2 separate regions of the Pan troglodytes genome follow, and region 1 is linked to region 2. Evidence: chromatin contacts called from public Hi-C data. All regions are on one chromosome and are shown on one strand. The core of a region is the stretch at or near the end of the contact, and the rest is flanking DNA. Distances in the headings are between cores, read along the strand shown. Region 1 overlaps MACROD2 (mono-ADP ribosylhydrolase 2). Region 2 overlaps MACROD2 (mono-ADP ribosylhydrolase 2).

Region 1 (7,003 bases), core at 2,911-5,410, 710 kb after region 2:
GTAAGGCAAGAGCATATTTCATTAACTGGAGAATATTTATTGAACCCCTACCAGGTACTTAGGAAACATTGTTTCACAAAGCAGACAAAGACCCTTGCCTCCGTGGAGCTTACATTCAAGGAGGGGCAGGAACACATAAACAATGAACATGATACTTACCTAAATTAGAGGATATGATATATTAGAAGATGATGGACAATTGAAGAACCAAAGAGAAAAAGTTGATCGGGATAAGAAGGATGGAGTGTGTGAGGGTGGGGAGATGATGCAATTTTAAATGGAAGGTTCAGTACAGATCTCATTGAAAGGGGACATTTAAGCAGTAACTCGAAGGGGCTGGAGAGAAAGCACTGCAGGTGGAGGGATCAGGCAATGCAAAGGCCTGGGGAGAGGAGACTCCAATGTGCTGGAGGAACAGCACAGAGGCCAGCATGGCTGCAGCAACTGAACCAGCAGGATACTAGGAGAGAATGAATGAAGACAGAGAAACAACGAGGGTCTCCACCACGCAGGGTCTTGCTGCCATCAGAGCATTCAAGCAGGGGAGTGGTATGAGCTGCCTCACACTTTAAAACAAACCAGCTAGTAGGCTGAGAAGAGGTGTTGAGAACAAGAACTGAAGCAGCAAAACACATCAGGAAGCCATTGCCACCACCCAGGAGAGAGGGGATGGAGGATGGCCCCAGCCGGCACTAACTATTAACTAACTATTAATACTTGTGCTCCCCACACTTCACCATTTGATTTTTGGGAACCATTAGTTGAGATCAAAGACACATGAAATGTTTAAACAAATCCACAATTTAATGAAGTTCAAGCAGAAGCTGAGATAGATATCATACTTCATCTGCCTAGAGAACTGAAATACGATTCAAGGAAAAAATAATTACGCTTTGGGGGAAAATGAAATTTCCCTCCTAATCCCTTGACATGTGTTTATGGAGCCCTTAACAGATAAGGCACTGTGCTGGGTGCCAAGGACACCACAGAAAAAAGAGACATCTCTCTGCAGAGGGCTTATGGCTTAGCTCTTGCAGGTGAGCAGAGGTCTCAGGAATCTGCAAGGCAAGAAAGAGAGACTCCAGGATTTGGCATGATCTGGACCTGTGTTTAAGTCTCAGCTCTGCCACGAACTGTGTGACTTCAGGGAAGTGACTTTGATCTCCCACAGCCTTGATTTCTTCATCTGCAAAAATGGAGATAAAGTCAAATACGATGGTATGACGTTCATGGTTATGTGTGTGAGGTGTGTGAGCGTGTAAAGGCCTGGTGCAAAGGAGACATCTATAGGAAGCGGCAGCTACGACTCCTGCTAGGTGGAGACTATTCACTGCACACCTTTTTATCTGCACTAAAAGATGCACATGAGGCTTTTCATTAAAACAATGAGGCAGCCAACACGGAAACTTTTCTAAGAGTAAGCTATTAAAATAGATCAATCAGCTAATGACACCTCCAGACAAAATTTGTAAAGATTTGGAACTAACATTCCCTCCCTCCTTTCCTTCCTTCTTTCCTTTCTTCCTAAAGCCATTAAGCAGGACTGAGAAAAGTAGGTGTTTGCATTGGAGAGAGGATGGTGCTGAGGGGTCACAGAGTTTGGACAGAGTCGGAAGGGCTTCTCTGTCCCAGACTACTGTGAACTAAAGAGACACAACAACTGAATGCTGTATGATCCTAGATTGCTGTTAGGTTATTCTTGAAAATTGGCGAAACACAAATGTGATCTGTAGCTTAGATAGCAGGAATGTCATCTATGTTAATCTTTTGATCTGGATGGTTGTATTGTGGTTATGAAAAAGAATGTCCTTGTTTGTAGAAAATATATACTAAAGTATTCAAGGCTGATGGGCATGATTAGGACGTGATTATGTCTGCAACTTACTCTCAAATGGTTCAGGAAAAAAAAGTTCTTGTCCTGTTCTTGCAACTTTCTGTTGCTTAAAATTATTCCAGAATAAAAATACCTTTAGCAATAAACACAAAACTTTAGAGTTGTAGCACTGCACTCACTTGATATGAGTGCCAGAGGGGTTTGATTCTCAATATATGTTGTGTTCAATGTTAATTGAGTTAATCCAGATGAGATTATCATTTCCCACATTTTTGCTGTTTCATAATTTACATATCTTACCCAGACAATAAATAGTTACATTTCTAAGTAGGCAGTAATAGGCCCCAACATCAGCTAAGGCTGGGTTGAAACTGTCCCCTGCTGCCATCACTTGCTAGCTGTGGAATCTTAACACGCCTGTGTCTCAGTTGTCTCATCCATGAAATGCAGATAATAATACCTGCCTCGTGCAGTTTTTATGAGAATGAAGTTTGATAACCTTTGCAAAGCATTTAGACACTGAGTGGAACATATGCAATATTCAATAAGTGTTAGCTGGTATTAGCTAATATTCTGTTGCTCATAGAGCTCTATAGTTAAATAAACCATAAACATCATTATATTGATGGCAGTGCAGACTCTTTAAGAGCATTCCTCTGTTATATCAGCTAATTTTACTTTTCAAATATGTACCTTCTAGAGAATTTTGGAACATATGAGATGAAAATATAGATGGGGAAATACAAAATTAAAGACTAGATTTTTTTATAAAAGAGTGCTAATTTTTTTTAAAGTTAACTTAAAGCCTTCCTGAGCTGACAAAAATAAACATGTGTATTAATCAGCTATTGCCATAATAATGCTGTGCAATAAATCACCCCAAAATGCAGTCCCCTACAACAAAAATATTTATTCTCATGCTCACAGGTCTGTAAGATGACTATGGTTCAGCTGATGTAGGCTGGGCTCAGTGGGGTGGTTCTACTGCAAGCTGTGAGTTGCTTGGGCTTGGTTCCAGACTGTGACTTGGGTTCAAACTTGCTCCATGTATCTCTCATCCTCCTTAAGCCAAGAGCTACAGGGGCATCTTCTTGTCATGGCAAATGTCAGGAACACAAGCAACAAATCCTTTTATGCAGCCCATGTAAATCCTTTGCTCACATTCTCTCCACTAGCATTTCATTAGCTAAATTAAGTCTCATGGTCAAGTCCAACATCAATGGCATGGAAATATTCTCTGCTCACAGTGGGAGGACACTGATTTTATATATATATATACACATATACACACAATCTTATTATAGGGGACTGAAGAATTAAGACCAATAATCTAATCTGCAAAGCACTGGTTTTGAATTGTCCGTAGTCTGTCTGTGCCCAGAAATCTATAGACCTTTAGAAGAAAAGACAGCAGTATACCAGCAGGAAGTACACATCAGATTGTTTCCCCAGTATAGCGATGGATTTATTTAGACTTATGTCTTGTTTATCTTCCTATCACCATGTAGCGTTCACAAAAGGAACTACAAATATCAGGATAGCAATCCGTGATCATGTTGTTGAGATTTTGCCCTTACAAAACTCTCCCATGTAGAGTCAAACATGGACTGCTTTCTTATCATAGTCACGTTGCAGCAGGAGCCTCTTATTTTATTTCTATAAAATTTCTGCAATGTTTTTGCAAACAGTACACATTCGATAAATATTGGTTGAAAGAGTAGGAGGCAGAGTACTAATATGGGAGAAATTAGAAGGACACAACCAGTAGAATTCTCACAGGTTTCTGTGCTTTTTCAGCATGGGAAAGTAAAGTGTTATATCACACTCGACATGAATGCTATGGAAATTTATCATCTGAAGTAAATATGTGATCTTAAAGGAATATTAACTGAGAACATTTAGCTTCTATGTGGCATTATTTAAGCTAACAAAATAGCCTCGCACTTCCCTATATTTCTTCACCGTTATTGTAAGGCTTTTAAAATCCCTTCTAAAAACCTCAAGTTTACACATCCCTCTACTTAACTTTTTATTGTTTATGTGCTTCCTGTGACGATAGCTAGACAGACAAGGCTGATAAAAAAGAAAGCTTGTCCTTATCAAAGACTTACGGGTAACTGTGTTAATGTGCCTTGCTTTTTCTACCAGTGGAAGCCCCCTATTTCACTAAGAACTCACCCATTTGCAGCATTTAAAATGGATGGAAAGTTATAAGCCAGCCAAAATGTCCTTCTAAAAGAATGAAATGAATGACTAATCTAATTGCCCAAGAATGCATATGCTGGGCTTGGAAAATAAGCCTTCTACATTGGTTCCCCCTGCTGGATTTGAGGATGCACTGTCTTGGAAATTGATGAAAGCAATATACCTGGACCTTTTTATCTGAGGACATGTTACTGGAATGGCAAATCCAGCATTCTTCTAGAAAGAATTTGCTCTGTGATAAACGTGCCAAGTGTTTCTTGAGTTTGCTTCCCCAGGGCAGAAATACTGCAAATAGAAAACAGTGCCACTGAGACTCAAAGAGAAAACAAAAGCATGCCACTCAGATGTCTGTTCTAGGGAGGGGGGTAGCACACAAGGAACTAAGGGTAAAAACCCAGAAGCAGTAGACTAGGTAAACTGCCAGACTGGTTGTTACTATTAGAAAGCTGGATTTCAGGGTCTGACCATGGATTTCCTTCTTATGCATTTACAACTATTAGAACCAATTCCTCACCTTTCTGTAATTTAACTGCTGTTTTTCTTTCCCTTCTTATCTTCCTCACTTCATAAGTAATCTCCCTACCCCTACTCTGTAGAAGATGTGGTAACCAGAGTAATTTCAAAGGAAGCTTGTCACCTGCAAACTTCATGGCTATTGTGAAATGTGTTAAAAGGTCTGTCTTTTGAGGGAGACAGAGAAGCTGGCAGATTTTTCCTGCTTGACTCAGAGTCCATTTGGTGGGAGGAAAGGGACAGATATTGGCTAAGTTTTTGGCACATGCTCCTGCACCAACTTGGCCTTGTTAAGACAGCAAGAACAGCAGAAGTGACTATTTCCTCCCTAAGCAAAGGCCAATGCTGTTTCCTTCATGGAGAACCAGAACAGGGAAAATATCAGATAATCATGTAGTACTTGTAAATATGCCATTTAGAACACTGAATTTAAGTGGCATGCAGAGCCACCCCAGGTTCTCATATTATATTCAGGCCAGGTGTGGTGTCTTATGCCTGTAATCCCAGCAGTTTGGGAGGCTAAGGTGGGAGGATTGCTTTAGGCCAGGAGTTCAAAACCAGCCTGGGCAACAAAGCAAGACCCTTTCTCTCCAAAAAAATAAAAAATTAGTCAGGCTTGGTGGCATGTGCCTTGTAGACCCTGCTACTCAGGAGGCTGAGGTGGGAGGATCGCTTGAGTCCAGGAGTTAAAGCCTGCAGTGAGCTATGAACATGCCACTGCACTCCAGGCTGGACAACACAGCAAGGCTCTGTGTCTATAAAAAAAAAAAAAGTAGTTATATTGTGTCCACCGTCACAAACGGCACAGGGCTAAGCCAACACAGGGGATCCTGTACGTATATTTATTGACTGCATTCTTCGCCAACCTCAGAGTATCATTCTTTTTTCTTTTTTTGTCCTTCTATTATAAACTTTTTTCCCCATTTAGGTCAAATCTAAATGTTTCCCCATCTGAAACTTTCTTCAATAGGTTGTTTTCCAGAGCTGCAGGTAAAATGCTTCCCCACTGCTTCTGAGGCTTTTGTTTCAGCTCTGCTACTAGTGGCCTCCTCTTGGGAGGATTCTCTTGCCTCGGAATTAAGAGTTGGTAGGAGGAGGAGATGGCGGGTCAAAGCACTCAAGCAAGACAACGTTAAGTGATTCAGTCCTGCTTGTGGGTCAGGAATTTTTAAAGGGCTCAGCTGGATGTCTCTTCTGCTCCTTGTGACACTGGCTGAGGTCACTGCTCAGCTGCATTTGGTTGGCAGCTGGCAGGGTGGAAAGGTTCAAGAAGGCTTGGCTCACAGGTCTGGCCCTTCATGCTCCCCACACATCTTTTCTCCCTCTCTCCATGTGTCTCCCTCCATTTGGCAGGCCAGCTTCAACTTCTTTACAGCATGGGGACTGGCTTCCCAGGGGGAGAAAGTAGAGGCTGCCAGATCTTGCAGGGTAGCTTGTAGGTCCCAGAATATCACTTCCACCATATTTCATTGGTCTAAAGAAGTTTCACAGCCAGTCAGGACTTAAAGAGAAGGAATGGGCTCCACTCCTTCAGAGACAAAGCATTTGTGGCCATCTTTAACCCACATGAATATTGGTTGGTAACTTCTGCTTCTGTTTTCTGTACTTCACTATATGTTTTATACTTTATTCTTATGTCTTTGTATAAATTCATCATTTTTATTTGCTTCATTTTCCAAACCAAAAGCAATTTGGAGACCCTCCCAGCAATGAGTTATAAAACCATGCCTATACTTAACCTTCAAAAAGCTTATTATTTCTACAGATAAATCCACAGATATAGTAGCTATTTTAAGAAAAAAGAAAGTTTCAGATAGTTGCTAATATACAGCCTTCATTGCACCTGACCAGTTATTTTTCAGATAGCTATATATGATAGCATAAACTCAACCAACATAATCTGTTCAAGACAAAATATTTTATAGCATAGGTATGTTAGACTGCCGTATGGAAGTTAAGTGAAAATTGACCTTTTTTTTGCAGCATATATCATACAGAGAAATAAAGGGTGAGAAACTTAGCCAACCTTCCTTACACAGTGCATGTTACTTAAGTCAAGGGAGAAAAGTGGACTGGAGTTGAAGTTTCTATTATATTTTGGGAAATGCCGAGCAAGGAGAGACTTGTTACCGGGACTGCTGAGTGAATTTTGTTTACTGCAGTTAAACATTTCATCTAGCAAATCATGTGAGAAGGGATGAGTATAAATGCACTTATTTATGTAGGTAATTTTTCTGTTTCATGCCTCTGATTCATCTCTCTGCCTGGCTTTATGGGGAGTCATGCTACATTGGTTACAATTAATTTCAGTGCTGCATATTAGCCGTAAAGAGATATTTCACAAATTGACTTGATGCATTTTTTTTCCTCTGTGGTTTTCTTGAAAGATGAGAACGGTCCAGAGGAGAAGCAAAGTGTGGAAGAAATGGAAGGGCAGAGCCAAGATGCAGG
Region 2 (6,641 bases), core at 1,989-4,488:
TTTTTACACTTTGTTTTCTCTTTTCCCACCCACTCTAAAACCATCATCACAGTTTGCCAGTTCAACTCTAAGATTCTTGAACGGTCTGCCTCTCTTTTTCATGCCTTCGACTCTGCTTTCATGTCAGCTGATCTCTTCCCTTTTGTAGCCTCTAATTCATTCTGCAAAGGAGTAAGCATGAGGAAGTAAAACTACTGTCATGATTTTGCATGGGAATTCATGTTCCCAAAGAATATCTCTTGGCTTTACTCCATGATGTCTTATAGAATTCTTGTTTAAAAAGCTGCTCCCAACCTTCTCTTCTCCATGTGAATCAGCGTATCTGATAGCAGTCATGTTGGACTTTTTTCCTTGAGTCTTTGCAAACTCTTTAAGAAATGCATTTCCATTCTCAAGAGGATGGTGAGTGGAAATACCCCGATTATCTCAAAGAAGAGGAAAAAGCAATTACTCTGGATTTTGAAGATTGAGCAAAAAACAATTGCATTTAGTTAAAATTACTCTTAAAAATCCCAGCACTTTGGGAGGTCGAGGTGGGTGGATCATGAGGTCAGGAGATCAACACCATCCTGGCTAACATGGTGAAACACCGTCTCTACTAAAAATACAAAAAATTAGCCAGGCGTGGCGGCGTGTGCCTGTAGTCCCAGCTACTCAGGAGGCTGAGGCAGGAGAATGGCATGAACCCGGGAGGTGGAGCTTGCAGTGATCCGGGAGGCGGAGCTTGCAGTGATCCGAGATAGCGCCACTGCACTCCAGCCTGGGCGACAGAGCGAGACTCCGTCTCAAAAAAAAAAAAAAAAGAAATCCCTTAACCTACATAAAAGTGAAATTGGTGACATACCAGTTCAAAATAAGTTCAATACAAATGATTCTCCCTATGGAGTCGAAAGACATCACTGTTTCTTCAAACTTGAGGACAGATAAAATAGTTAATGATGTTCATTTTGCATTGGAAAAGTACATATTATTTATTAGATCTGCACAGTGAGAAGCTATAATGCAGCAGTTCTGAAAGTGTCACCAGAAAGTTTGAAAATAGCTCTAGTGCACAGTAAACCCATTATCTCTGAAAAGTAGGTGAGGATATTGACTGATCTACTGGGGTCCAGCAATGTAAGCCAACCTGCTCCTACTCCTGCTGTAACACTCACTCATTTAAATAAATTGCCCTTATTATTTAAATATTTTATCATTCTCACTCCACCAACACTTTGTTCATATTGTTGAATTTAAATAAGTTGAACTTGTAAAATAATGTAACTTCACAGTATAGAAATTTTCACATATTCTTTTGGCTAGAAGTTATGTTAATGTAATTCTTGAAGTAGCCTCTTCTCATTTGTCTTTTCTAAATACAACAGTTCCTTAAGAAAATGAGATGTAGGGCCTGGAGTGAAGATGTAGAGCCTAGGTTTAGTGCAGAGCTGTCCTATGAATGGATCAATTTCAGAGAGAAATCAGATCCGCTTTATTTTGGTGGAGAGGTGGATTCATTATATCTAAATGCTACTTTTTAAAGAAATGTGAATAGTGAGTCCATTAATTCCTTCAGAGGGTGTCTAGAAAGTCTGTCATGTTCCATTTTGTGATTTGAGAGCCAAAACCTATCTCTAAAACAAAGCAGATTTATTCTAAAATGAGCAATATGCAGATGAGGGAAATGACAGGTTTAGAGAATGCACTTATTTAATCATCTCCTGAAAAAAAAAAAAAAAGGCAAAGGGATCGCTGCACATTTTTTTTTTCTGTTTGAGTCTTTGGATAGAATCTCATAGCTTTTGTTAAAGAGTGTGATAGTGTTAGAATCTTATTTTTAAATCTTCCATAGTGCAGTCATTAGGAGATTTTTGATGAGGTTTTGATGAGTCTTTCTATGAAGAAACAGCTTTTCAGCTCTATAAAATGTATGCTGAATGAGCTGAACCAGTATAACTAGATGCCATTGCTTGCCCAGTCTAGATTATCCCTTCTACCTCATTGTTTTCTGTAATCTGGTACATCATTCCTGATTAGATTGATTATATCGGGCCAACTTTTATTTAATCACCCACAGATTCACTAATTATCCATTAAGCAACTGTTCCCATAGAATTCTTGGCTTTGTGGGAAACACAGACATAGATTTGTCATATTCCCTGCAGTGGAAGCATCGAGTCACTGCAGGAAAACAGAAATCACAGAATCATGACATTGCAGAGTTAGCAAGAATCTTGGGACATAGGTAGTCATATCGGATTGTCTTGAATGATAGGGCATTCCCTGCCGCCTAAGGCAGGATACTATGTGATTGGAGAGCTCTGACCGATGGAAACTTCTCAGAAATGTTCGTGTTCAAAGTCATATTAATGGTTTATCATAAGTGATATTATAGAGCAACAGAGGTGAAGTGAATTCAAACTCTGTTCATATAGAGGAATTTATGGATCTCATCTTTAAGGAAGCGAAATTCTTCACAGTGTAGGAATCTCCATGAGAAACTATTTCATAAGAAGAATTTTCAGAGAAAAAAATGGGGGTGCTCTCCAGAAATGGGGAAAGTCCTGTAGTCAGAAAAGCACAGACCTGTTTGGTGAGAGTCATGGAACAATTGCCCTATGCACTGGCACATAGTGGGTTCTCACTAAATATGTATTATATAAAGGACAGAATTAATGACTGAGTGGATGATTGCAGAAGAGTCTTTCTTGTCCAGGCGTGTGGTGGCACGGGAGTGGTAAAGGAATGCTGACAACAAGCACATGCAACCTCAGCATCAGCCTGCGTGTCCCGACATTGACCCATCTGCACATTTCAGTCCCAGCCTAGATTCTGCATTTGTAGAATTACCCTTGCAGTGGGGACTAACATTCATTCATTTTACCCACAGTATAGAGTCTTTAAAGCTGATTTTCTCCTTGCATGTTAATAAAATACTGGTTTTGCATCTCTCTGAAAAGGCTGCAAGTTGCTGACATCTCTTGAACCAGAACAAAGATCTTATTATCATCTTCCTTGAAACAGTCATATTGTCTATTTGGACCTTCACCTCCTCTCACCCCTGCTATTGAAGCACTAGAAATGCCATGCATTTGACTCACTTCCTTCTGGGATGTGTTCTCTTTGGGTTCATTCTAAAATGACATGAAATGTTGGAATTCTGCAGATAATTCAGCTTCCCACATTTCCTCTGAGACCCCTCTCTGTTGGAAATAACACTATTGTGATGCAGATGCCCCCAATACCCTGTGGAATCTCAAAACTATCAATGGCTGACCACAGGATATCCCTTTTCCATGAGTTTCAATCTGTGTTATTAAAAAGGGACCCTTACATGTAGGAGTCCAATTTGAAACAGGATACAGTCCCATCAACAAGGTCAGTCTCAAATAGATTTGTGCAGGAAAGGGAGAGCTGATAAAAAATTAAACATGAGCTTTGCCTCTTTCTTTTTTAATATAGAGGATGGCATTTTGGTAGAAATTGATTGAATGATATTTTATAACGTGGGCTTAAAACATCACAGCTTTGAAGTCAATGAAGAATAAAACATATTATCAGCACATGATGCCCCAAACATAATAACATTATCACATTCTCATATGAAAATGGAACCAACTTTCCAGTTGAGCTGTAAGTATGCATTTGAGCTTTGGCAGTGCATTCTGTATGCCTCTATCAACTGTAAAATGCAAATGTTTAGTTGCTGTGTATGTAACCTTAGACATAGATATCTTATTTAGAGAACCATAGCATCAAGGAGGGTGAGAGAGGTAAACCAAAAGCCCTTTGTAACCAAGAACAGTGAAAAACAGCAATGGGTCAACTCACAAACTCAAAGGAAACTAGATTTAAAAATAACATTGTGAATTCTAGTTTATCCCAAACTCATGCAAAAAGTTGAATGACTATAGTCTTTCTGGACATAGACAGAAATCCTTCATACAGCTGAAGAAATGTATGAGAGTAATCCGAATTTAGAAAAATGCTGCAGGGTGTGTTGAAGTACATTTTCAATGATATCTTTGGCAGATTGAAAAGGAACATCTTATAGACAATTGATTGTTTCTTGAAATATAATAAAAACAAACTTTGAAATGTGTATATGAAAACACTGACCTATGTGGAAAGAAAAGGCAGCATTTACTTTGTAATGCTATCAGGTGGTAATTCAATTTTCTGTTAACTGAAATTCAAGTATTCTGTTTCAGGTCATAGATTGGTGGTGCTTATCATATAAATTGGCCAATAAGATTTACAAATAGTACCTTTAGTGCTCAGTTTTGTGGTTGTATCTCTAAAAAAGAAAATCAGTTTAATTCCATGCATTGGTTTTCTTCTTAAAATTCATGCAATTTGATATGATTGACAAGGCACAGCATTATTATGCAGTCTGTTAGAAGGACCGATTATGCTTATGAATACAAGAATGGAGTGAATGAAAGCAATGTGTAATTGATTCTACACTTGGTCTGACTGTTCATTAACAGTTTGAATGTAGCGCAGTTGCTTCTCAAATGGAAAATGATGAGAGCAACCTATCTGTGCTCTCTCATTTGTTTTAAAATTCATTATGCTAATATTTTTTCACAGAATGTTTTTGCTGCATTTGTTTTGCCAAGGATAAGTCTGATTGAATCTTTGTAAATAATTCTACTGCTTTCAATATTTATTTGGCATTTCAATCACATATTTTTCAATTTACACTTTTGGAAATGAAAGTAGGCTCTCCCCCACACCTCTTTCAAAGAAAACCTTATATCCTATCCTCCTTTTCTATATAATTCAGACTAATGTCCCAGGATAAATAGGAGTGGGGTAGTGCAAAGTGGTGCGATAGTTATCTCTTCAGAACAAAAAAGCTGATTTACAGACTGATTGATTTCAGAAATAGATGAGCAAAAACAGATTCCATTTGTCTTGCCACATTTTAGTCTGATGAAGCACAAAAGGGCCTGCCATCTCATTTTCCATAGCTCTTCAAGGGGTTGCATTTGAAATGTTGATTAAATGTACAAATTGCATTGCTGTTTTTGTGGCTTTCCTGAGTGCTGTAGGAGAGGGCTTCAATGCACAAAGGCTGCTTTTCCTTTCTTGAATGTGGAGCTGGACACTTTAGGGAAATAACATCACTTTCACCACTCATAGGAAGTTATGATGCTAATTCTGTGACAGCCATGTCTGCCCTTTCCTCTGTCCACAGGTTCCTGCCACATTATAAAACAAAAGAACTAAACCAGCACTGTGCCAGTCATTTCTATCTAGGGGCTACAATTACATTCATTATTCCCAAATTAGATTGTGTTTACAATTAATACTAATCTCATATTTCAATCTTTGGCTACCTCAGATTTTTATTAAATTAGCAGTTGACTGATTGAGATAATAGGTCTGAGAACTCCATACTGGTAAAGTTTTAATCATCTCAGCCTTTTCTCTGATTTCTTATTTATCTGCCACCTGACTTTGTACTTGGGGCTCACCAAAATAAAGCGCCAACTGTCTGGGGAGTCCTGCATTATAGCTGTTTTAAGATATGTTCAAAATTTTTTTACTGCTCTTCCCATCAAGAGGTGAGGTCTAGGTCCTTCCACTTGAAAAAATTTGAGATCTTTGTGACATTGGCAACCAATAGAATATTGTGGTAGTGATGCTGTGTGACTCCCAAGCCTGTGTTATAAAAGGCAACATGGCGTCCACCTGCTGGTACACTTGCTCTTAGAGCCCTGAGTTGTCATTTAAGTTATCCAACTGCTCTGAGGCTTCTGTGCAGTGAGGAAACCCAAACTAGCCCACATGGAGAGTCCTTGAGACCACATGAAGAGAGAAAGATGTCAGTCCAGCCTTTGGCTCCCACGGTCCTCCACTGCTCCAGTGCCAGCCACTAGTTGACTACAACCAAATGAGAGACCCTAAGCCAAACCCCCTAGCCAAGCCATTGCAGAAGGTCTGACCCATAGAAGCCAAAAGAAATAATAGGATGGTGGTTGCTGTGTTAAACCACCACGTTTTGTGGTAATTTGTTGCATATTGCAACAAATCTAACCACAAAGCTAACCAGAATTTGCATGTATACCAGCATGAGGCTAAAGTAATGAGATTCATGACAAATATGCCAAAATGTGTACATACAAATGTATGCCATTCATTTCTTTCAATAAGCAGTCACCTTGAGAGGAACTTACTCATAATCATATTGTCACTGTGATGTTGTCATTGTGATGCTGTCATTATCTCCCCACATTGATCTCTGACTTTGGGCACATTATTCTGTCTCTCTGGGTTGCTTGAAAAGTAGGCGTAGATTAAATTTTTACATAGTCTTTTCTTAATCTCTAAAAATTCTTGACAATTATTCAAAATTCTTTGGTTGTTGAGGTAACCAAAGGAGGAGATAACCAAAGGAGGAGCATAAGAAGTATGCTCTGGCCGGGTGTGGTGGCTCATGCCTTTAGTCCCAACACTTTGGGAGACCAAGGTGGGTGGATCACTTGAGGTCAGCCTGGCCAACATGGTAAGTTCGAGACCAGCCTGGCCAACATGGTAAAACCCTGTGTCTACTAAAAATACAAATATTAGCTTGGTGTGTTGGTGCATGCCTGTAATCCCAGCTACTGAAGAGGCTGAGGCAGGAGAATTGCTTGAATCCAGGAAGCAGAGGT

Evidence for each region. A called contact is a pair of places that touch in the nucleus more often than the background predicts.
Region 1: a Hi-C map of stem cell-derived neural progenitor cells shows a contact between it and region 2, with 4 times the contacts expected there. The contact joins two enhancer-like sites. A contact is called at or near these places in 1 of 7 Hi-C or Micro-C datasets (stem cell-derived neural progenitor cells) and 1 of 1 other capture datasets (stem cell-derived neural stem cells).

What each region holds. Positions count from the first base shown.
Region 1 is chr21:22,445,796-22,452,798 of NHGRI_mPanTro3-v2.0_pri, forward strand. It overlaps MACROD2 (mono-ADP ribosylhydrolase 2), which reads left to right. Exons shown (of 17, transcript XM_063803023.1): 11 at 6,940-7,002. The region is part of intron 1 of LOC134809177 (a long non-coding RNA gene); the gene reads right to left. Among named protein-coding and RNA genes, the nearest start is that of KIF16B, 640 kb to the right of the region's middle. Within about 2 kb of position 4,161, at least 4 of the 24 cell types and tissues checked have an H3K27ac peak or open chromatin away from gene starts, as enhancers often do. A contact at or near this core is called in stem cell-derived neural progenitor cells, where this site is marked.
Region 2 is chr21:21,740,048-21,746,688 of NHGRI_mPanTro3-v2.0_pri, forward strand. All of the region lies in intron 5 of MACROD2 (mono-ADP ribosylhydrolase 2), which reads left to right. Among named protein-coding and RNA genes, the nearest start is that of FLRT3, 880 kb to the left of the region's middle. Within about 2 kb of position 3,239, at least 6 of the 24 cell types and tissues checked have an H3K27ac peak or open chromatin away from gene starts, as enhancers often do. A contact at or near this core is called in stem cell-derived neural progenitor cells, where this site is marked.